2 separate regions of the Mus musculus genome follow, and region 1 is linked to region 2. Evidence: chromatin contacts called from public HiChIP or PLAC-seq data. All regions are on one chromosome and are shown on one strand. Each heading gives the region's core, a stretch centred on a gene start, on an enhancer-like site or on the middle of the called end of the contact. The rest is flanking DNA. Distances are from core to core; before and after follow the strand shown. Region 1 overlaps Dpf3 (D4, zinc and double PHD fingers, family 3). Region 2 overlaps Rgs6 (regulator of G-protein signaling 6).

Region 1 (3,764 bases), core at 40-2,539, 210 kb after region 2:
ACTTGGATCCAGGCCTTGTGGTATCTATTCAGTGTTTTCTTTCTCCAGTAGATTATGAGAATAGGAAAGGAGTCTATAACCTATGACTAAATATAGGCCCAGGACAATGACAGAGCTGGACAGGAAGCCCAGCTCTAGGCCAAGGCATCTCCGTCTCTCAACTTCCCTCATCCGGGAAAGTATATAGGAGAACTCAGTGTGTTCTCCCAGCTTCATTTAACAAATCGTTATCATTCATGTACCATGTCCCAGGCCTTATGCCGGCTTCTAGGGATGCAGATGAAGAAGATGGGTCCCTGCACTGTGCCTGTCCATGAGAAGACCGAGGTGGGAGGAAAGTATGCAAGAGCAGACTTAAGTGATTCTCAGGCTTCGGGCCCCTGCTCTAAACATGGGACCCTCTGGCCCATCTACAAAATGAAGCCTTGGAAGCTGCAGCAGCCATGCGGCTACTCTGCCCTCTTCTAGCTCCAGGCCTTGGTCCCTTGTCAGGAACACAAGCAGTGCCAAAACAGCCCCTAAGTTCTATTGACTCCAGTTCTGCCACCCGAGACTTCAGGAAGCCAGGGAGCAGGTGCCGGGGCACCGGCAGTTGCAGCATGAAGAAGGCTGAAGGCCTGCCCAGCTAGCTACCTTCCTCCCGGGAGCCACCAGGAGCAGAAGAGGCGGCCAATGCGGGCATCTAGGATAGATGGCTGCAGGCTCTGACATTGCAGGAAAGAGATAAATGACAGGTCATTTCCCTGGATGCACTTGAAGGCATCCATTCTCCTGGCCATACCAAGCCCAGAAACCCCCACACACACAGAGACAGATAAACACTGACAGATGGGGGGTGGGAGCCGGCATCCTTCTCTCTTGGAAGGACACAGCGGCATCCATAGCAGGCCCAGCAGAAGGTCACGCTGGCCACTGGCTCACACCTAGCTAAGGGCTTTACTTCTCCACTGCCCTCCCTTGTGCCCACCCCCACCCGACTCATCCATCTAAGGAGTGCGCCTGGCAGAGGGGGATGGCTGGGGGGCACAGGAGCCCGCCGCCGACAGCCCCATCAATCTCAACCTACATGCCTGGCACATCAGCGTTCCTTAAGCTGTTCCTGGACGGGAGGGTGTGGGGGGGGGGGCTGTCTTGGGGAGAAGAGAAATCACATCAAGCATCAGAGAGCAAATGGTGGAAGAAGCCTAGAGACTATTAAAATGTGGGCCATGGACAAAAACAGTAGGGAACTAATTAAGATGCAGGATTTGCAGGAGCTGAGGAAGTTGGCCACTGCCTGCTCCCATCTGTGGAGTTCTGGCAGTTCCATGCAGCAGGGACAGCACCCTGGGCAGGCTCAGACCTCCTCCTGAACCTTTCCCTTGGAGGTGCCCCTCTGAGGGTCTTTGTCCCTGGTTTGTTGGCTACCTTATGACTTTCTCTGCTTTGGGGCATCCTGAGCTACAGTCTCCCACCCTCCTGTCAGTCCCCCCAGCAGCCAGAGGAAGGAAGGAAGTACACCCTGCCTGGTCATTCATCTCTAGTCATTGAAAGGCTGCCCAGAACAAGAAAACGAGGAGAAGGAACTAGAAGCCATTTCTGGCAGCCTTCCCTCCTGCTACCCTTGGGATTCTGCAGGAAGGGCAAAGAGCCTGATGCTGCCTGAGTGATTCAGGCCAGGGGTGCTGGCAAGGCCTCAGGTTCGAGGGGAGCAGGAAAGATTCCGACGTCTAAAGCTCTCCATTTTCAAGCACCTGGATAAGTGTGTGCGTCAGGTCCTAGAGAGAACAGTGCCAGTCCTGACCTGCTCCCTGTAGTAACCCTTGGCTTCACCACCGACACCCTTGAGAAATTAACTTCCTCATCTGCACCACAGTTTCCCATTCTCTAATATGAAGATATATCTCTGTATCTTCCCAGGGCCACAGGGACCAAAGGTCTGGAGTTGAAAGATGCTCAACTAGTCAAGCATTTAATCCACAGAGATATTAAGGAATAATTCCCCCCACCCACCAAAAAAAAAAAAGTTTAGTGTTGTGCACCATAAGTCCCAGCACTCTGGAGGCAGAGCAGGTGGATCTGTATAAGTTTGAGTCCAGCCTGGTCTACATAGTGAGTTCCAAGACAGCCAGAGCTTCATAGTGAGACCTTGTGTGCTGGCTGGTTTTGTGTGTCAACTTGACACAGGCTGGAGTTATCACACAGAAAGGAGTTTCAGTTGGGGAAATGCCTCCATGAGATCCAGCTGTAAGGCATTTTCTCAATTAGTGATCAAGGAGGGAGGGCCCCTTGTGAGTGGTGCTATACCTGGGCTGGTAGTCTTGGGTTCTATAAGAAAGCAAGCTGAGCAAGCCAGGGGAAGCAAGCCAGTAAGTGACATCCTTCCATGGCCTTTGCATCAGCTCCTGCTTCCTGACCTGCTTGAGTTCCAGTCCTGACTTCCTTTGGTGATGAACAGCAGTATGGAAGTGTAAGCTGAATAAACCCTTTCCTCCCCAACTTGCTGCTTGGTCATGATGTTTTGTGCAGGAACAGAAACCCTGGCTAAGACACCTTGTCTTGAAGGAAAAAAGAAAGAAGGAAGGAAGGAAGGAAGGAAGGAAGGAAGGAAGGAAGAAAGAAAGAAAGAAAGAAAGAAAGAAAGAAAGAAAGAAAGAAAGAAAGAAAGAAAGAAAGAAAGAAAGAAAGGGAAGGAGGAAGAGGTAGAGGAAGGAGAGAGGGAAGAAAGGAAAGGAGGAAGGGAGGGAGGGAGGGAGGGAGGGAGGGAGGGAGGAAAGGTTAGAGGTTCCTTCTTGAATGAAATAGCTTTTGCCTACTACCTGCCCTGCTTCACAGCTTTCTCATCTGCTGACACCCTCCCTCTGAAGCATAGAGATCTCTTCTTGGAGGAGTGACCAGGAGAAGGCCCCTCACTAGCCCCAGATTTCCTGCTGTAGGAAGTGCAAGCTACAGAGACTACTGTCCTCAGCTGTAACTCAACTGAGAGAAACAGTGTGGTGTGGGTTGTCCTTCAGACACCAGGCAGGTGGGAGACTATGAGACCTTTACTCATGATAAATTGGAGGTGGGGGTGGGGGCTTGAGAAACACAGAGTTCCAGGGACAATATGGATACTCTGAGACTCCAAAGAATTCTTCCCACAACACACATTTGTCTTCCCAACAAGAAATAAATATAGAAGGGATGACATGGTCACAGTGACAGAGGTAGAATGAAACAACCGGACCGAGGAGCCCCTCCATCCAGCCATAACTCTGTCCAGGAGCAAAGGACTTAGTGGCAGCCAGACGAGGATGAGGCTCGTTTTCTCCCCACCCTGGGAGTCTCCTCATAGAAGATGACCTCTGTCCTTCCAGAAGTGCAAGGAAGTCATGCCAGAACATTCTTCAGGGGATCTCTAGACTGCCAAACACAGCCTCTCTCCCTGTGCCCAGACCTAGTTCCCTGACAACCTACCAAACTCAGTCCAGACACAGGAAGAGCTATTATGCACCTAGCCCATGAGGGTCTCTGGGGAGCTCAAGGAAGACTGGAAGATGAACTGCAGGTGGGCATCATGCTCTTCTCTGGAAGATCTGACATGGAGGCTACTCATGACATGGGCAATTAAGCCCCAAGCAGCAACACTGAGTTCACACAGACCAGGGTCCCTTCTCCCACGGACAGACAAGACACTCCAGGATGCTGTCAACAGTGAGCCTAAGAAGCTTGAACATCACCAAATTCTTAGGACATGTCCAGGAACGCCCACCCCAGAAGTGTGAAAAGGTGGGTTGGTTGTCTCC
Region 2 (3,850 bases), core at 523-3,022:
AGCAGCATTGCCACCATGTATCCTTCTCCTGAATGCCACCTTAAGGCCTGGCATATGTGCCCGTGTGCCCCATGATCCTGTTATGAAGGGTCATGTTCCAGGCCAAGATGATGGCCCCAATGTCTATAAACTGATTCAGTTATATTGTTGTTTCCAGTGTGTGTGTGTGTGTGTGTGTGTATGTGTGTGTGTTTGTGTGTGTGTGTGTGTGTGTGTATGTGTGCATGCACATGCATGCATGCACATGCAGGAGCTCACAAGCACGCATGTCCATATGCATGGTATGGTGTGTACATATACAGAGGTCAGAGGAGGATGTCAATTATCCTGTTCCATTGTCCTTCCCTTTCTTGCCTTGAGACAATGTCTCACTGATCTTGGAATCTTGGAACTAGGCTGGCAGCCATCAAGCCCCAGAGATCCAACTCTCCTGTCTCTGGCCCCTGCTGCACTGGGTTTGTAGGCACATGCAACAGCCATACCCAGTTTTTCACATGGGTGCTGGGAGTTCAAACCCAGGTCCTCATGTTTGCACAGCAAGAACTCTTACCCACTGAGCCATCTCCTCAGACTCTTTTGGCTATTTTTAAAGTTGGACTTGTTATTTAGAGATACTTGTAGATACCAGAAAGTTGTTAAAGAATAGAGAGATGGACTTGTTTATTCAACTCCCTCATGGCAGCATCTTGAGAACCTGTAGCAGACTACTGCATTCATTGTAACGGTGTAGCAGCATCCTTTGATTTCATTTGGGTTTACCAGTTGTACATGTATTCATGTGTACTCCATCCTTCACACCTGTATCACCTGTGTACATGTGTCAAGATTCGGAACCACCCATCACCACAAAGATCCTTCCTGTTGCCTTATAACCACCCATTTCTCCCATCCCTAACCTCTGGCCATTACTAATCTATTTCTCTAATCCATCCTTTTAAGAATATTCTATCAATGGAATCATATAGTACAAGTGAGGGCCAAGTTTTTCATTCATCCTAATTCCCTTGAGATTCTCCCTAGTTTGAGTGTATACCAGTAGTTTATTTCTTCCAATTGCTGTTAGTTATTGTGGCTATAACCATTAAATACCCCAACATGACACCCAGACCTGAACAAATCCTTTGAGACATGAACCTCAAGGATCTCTTGCTTTGTGAGAGAAAAATACCATTTTGTTTGTTTCTTTATCTCTTGGTTTACATGAGATGTGGGCGAGGTGGGACACATGGCAAGTTTTCCTCACTCCATTCAAACATTCCTAGGTTCCTTTGCCCACCCACCCCCAGGTCAGTTGGGTTGCAGTTTCCTTTAGCTTCAACTGATGGTTCCTTCTCTGTCTCTCTACTCCCCTCCATCTCCAGGAGCACATCTACAAGCTGATGAAGAGTGACAGCTATGCCCGCTTCCTACGGTCCAACGCTTACCAGGATCTGTTGCTGGCCAAGAAGAAGGTATCTTGGGAAGGGCGAGCTTGCCTTTCTTAGCACTGTCGACTCTTGCTGCTGCTTGCTGCTGGTGTGAAATGAGAATATCATCCCTTGGGTTTTATTTATTTTTTTCCTTTCTTCTCTCCCCTCCTCTGTCTGCTACCCTCCGATCGTAAACAGTGAGGAAGGTTACAGTTCCAGATGTCCCCCTTCCCCTGATATACAGGATATGCAGTCTGCCTTAGTGTCTCCGGGCCTCTGCCTGCCTGTTTTGCCTGTAGTGAGAGGAGTGTGACCAGATATCATTGCCAAAGTAGCTCAGCTCCAGAAAGTCAGGTTGGCAGTGACCCAAGCAAATCTCTTAGGATACCAGAGAGACTTTCACTGCCAGTTTCCTCTAGTCACTCTCAACAGTCCTTCCCTCTTTAGCCAGACTAGAAAGGGAGCAAACGAACCCAACCCCGTCCTGGGAAAGAAAGGTCTTGTCGATGTTAAGGGGATCTTTTAGCTATCCAAATAATCGCCAAGATTGGCCATGGGTCTCTCCTTACAGCACTGTTGCCTCTAAAGTTCTTCTTCTTTGAACCAGGAAGTAACTACATTCCAGCCACTTCCTCCTCTTCCACTTGAAATTAAATCATGGCTCTTACAGCCCTTGGAGTCTTGGTTCACAGAACCCTAAAGCCCTCAGCATGCAGGTGGTGAGGGTCCCTAGAACAGGGCCAAATTTAGCTGGATTTCTGGAGAGAAGGAATATAGAATGGTACATGGGGCTAGGAAAGGGAAAGACAAGAGGGGGCTCATGGGTCTGGAGAGCCTGCCAATCCTCTGTCCACTTTCAGCTCCCAATCTACCACTTCCAATCTTACTGCATACATATGCGTGCGCGCACATGCACACACACACACACACACACACACACACACACACACACACACACACACACACCTTTCTTCTTCACACCAGGTCTTCAATCCCTGTACCCAAGCACACACTTGTCCACCCACAGGCTTTCTGTCAGATCGCCTCTCAACCCCACATCCTTCTCTGTGTATTGGCAACTGTACCTCATGTTTGCCTGTCTGCCTATCTGGTTGGTGCCATGTAACTCCAGAGTCCCGAAGAACATCTATGTCCACCTTCCTGTTCTTAGACAACCATCAGAAGAACTCCCAAGACTCTGGGAAAGATGAAAGGAGTTCTGGAAGGTCTGTTGTCAAAAGTTCAGCTCTGGTGGTTCCCAAGCCCTTCCTTTGAATATAGACCCTGGGTTAGAGAATGTGAAAACTAGTCTTTTGCCAATTCCCTTGTTGGAGGATGGATTCTAGTAGAGGGAGGCTGAGGCTTCCACACACAGTGACTCTGGTACCCACTATTTAAGCACTGGAAAAAAAAGATCAAGGTTATGGACTTGGAGTACTTATACCCCAAATCTCAGGGGAGAAATTCAAACAAAGCATTTCTTATTTCTTGAGGCTCAAGCCCCCTAAACTGACCATGTTTAGGGGACACTTATGGCTCTAACAATTTCATCAATCTGTGCCTACCTATGTAAACCTTTGGGTCAAAAGCATTTCGTCTCCCCATGGGTGTGAACGCAAATGGAAGAATCACTTCAATCCAGGAAGTGGGCTGAACCAGCTGAGTTTGTAGATCCTCCCAACAGCACAGCCTTCAGGAGGTCAGTGGAGTGTGGGAAGGAATTAACCCCTCCCTGAGAAAAGTTACAAATGAAGGGCATCACAGTTATCCCTGAGCCCTCCAATTAAGGGATGCTCTTACAGCACAAAGCCCGAGCACTGGCTGATCTCTTTTCAATAGTGGTGCTTTCCCATCCATGTCTTCCTGAGAGTCTCTGGGCATCAGATTTGATACTCAGCACCTTCAGGAAGGCCCAGAGCATCTTCTGATTCCAGTGGTGCTCACCCTGTGATAGCAATACCCAGTTTACAGAAGGGTGTGTGAGATTTCCGACCTCCAACCACAGAGGTAGGGTAAGAATTGGCCTCCATTTTAGGCCTAGAGTCATGCCTGGTCGAGTCCAGGAGCTCAGCCTTTAGTTCTCTCTTCCCCAACTCTTGCTCTCTTCTGCTATCTTCGGAGGAGAGGGTAACTGCTCTGGAGAACTAGATTCTAAGGGTGAGGGATCTGGATTTTGATAGACAGGGATGATGTTGTGATGCTGGGATTCTACAGCAGCTCAAAGGAGACCCAACTAGATGGCTAGGGAATAAGGATGTCAGCTCCAGAATTCTAGACCTGGAACGGGCTTGACTTGTCTCAGTAGCTACCATCTGATACCTTTAGGGTGAGCACTGAGCTTTGCCATCTCCGTAGCAGAGTGGATTTGGGCCAGACACGGATCCTGAAGGTCAAATATGAGATGAAAGCCCATCTAAACCCTATGGACATGTGTCATTTGT

What was found. HiChIP or PLAC-seq counts read pairs in DNA pulled down with a chosen protein or histone mark.
Region 1: a contact with region 2 is called in an H3K27ac HiChIP or PLAC-seq map of neural progenitor cells, with 6 times the contacts expected there. The contact joins two enhancer-like sites. A contact is called at or near these places in 7 of 484 Hi-C or Micro-C datasets (the G1E-ER4 cell line, cerebellar granule neurons, cortical neurons and 3 more), 2 of 115 datasets of contacts at active chromatin or transcription factors (neural progenitor cells and stem cell-derived neural progenitor cells) and 1 of 9 other capture datasets (liver).

Annotation. Positions count from the first base shown.
Region 1 is chr12:83,341,467-83,345,230 of GRCm38.p6, forward strand. The region is part of intron 3 of Dpf3 (D4, zinc and double PHD fingers, family 3); the gene reads right to left. Among named protein-coding and RNA genes, the nearest start is that of Dpf3, 140 kb to the right of the region's middle. Within about 2 kb of position 1,290, at least 39 of the 459 cell types and tissues checked have an H3K27ac peak or open chromatin away from gene starts, as enhancers often do. A contact at or near this core is called in cortical neurons and neural progenitor cells, where this site is marked.
Region 2 is chr12:83,132,294-83,136,143 of GRCm38.p6, forward strand. Rgs6 (regulator of G-protein signaling 6) reads left to right here. Exons shown (of 17, transcript NM_015812.4): 16 at 1,362-1,451. It overlaps Gm51988 (a long non-coding RNA gene), which reads right to left. Exons shown (of 3, transcript XR_003950211.1): 3 at 1,434-1,512. Among named protein-coding and RNA genes, the nearest start is that of 1700030I03Rik, 13 kb to the left of the region's middle. Within about 2 kb of position 1,773, at least 26 of the 459 cell types and tissues checked have an H3K27ac peak or open chromatin away from gene starts, as enhancers often do. A contact at or near this core is called in cortical neurons and neural progenitor cells, where this site is marked.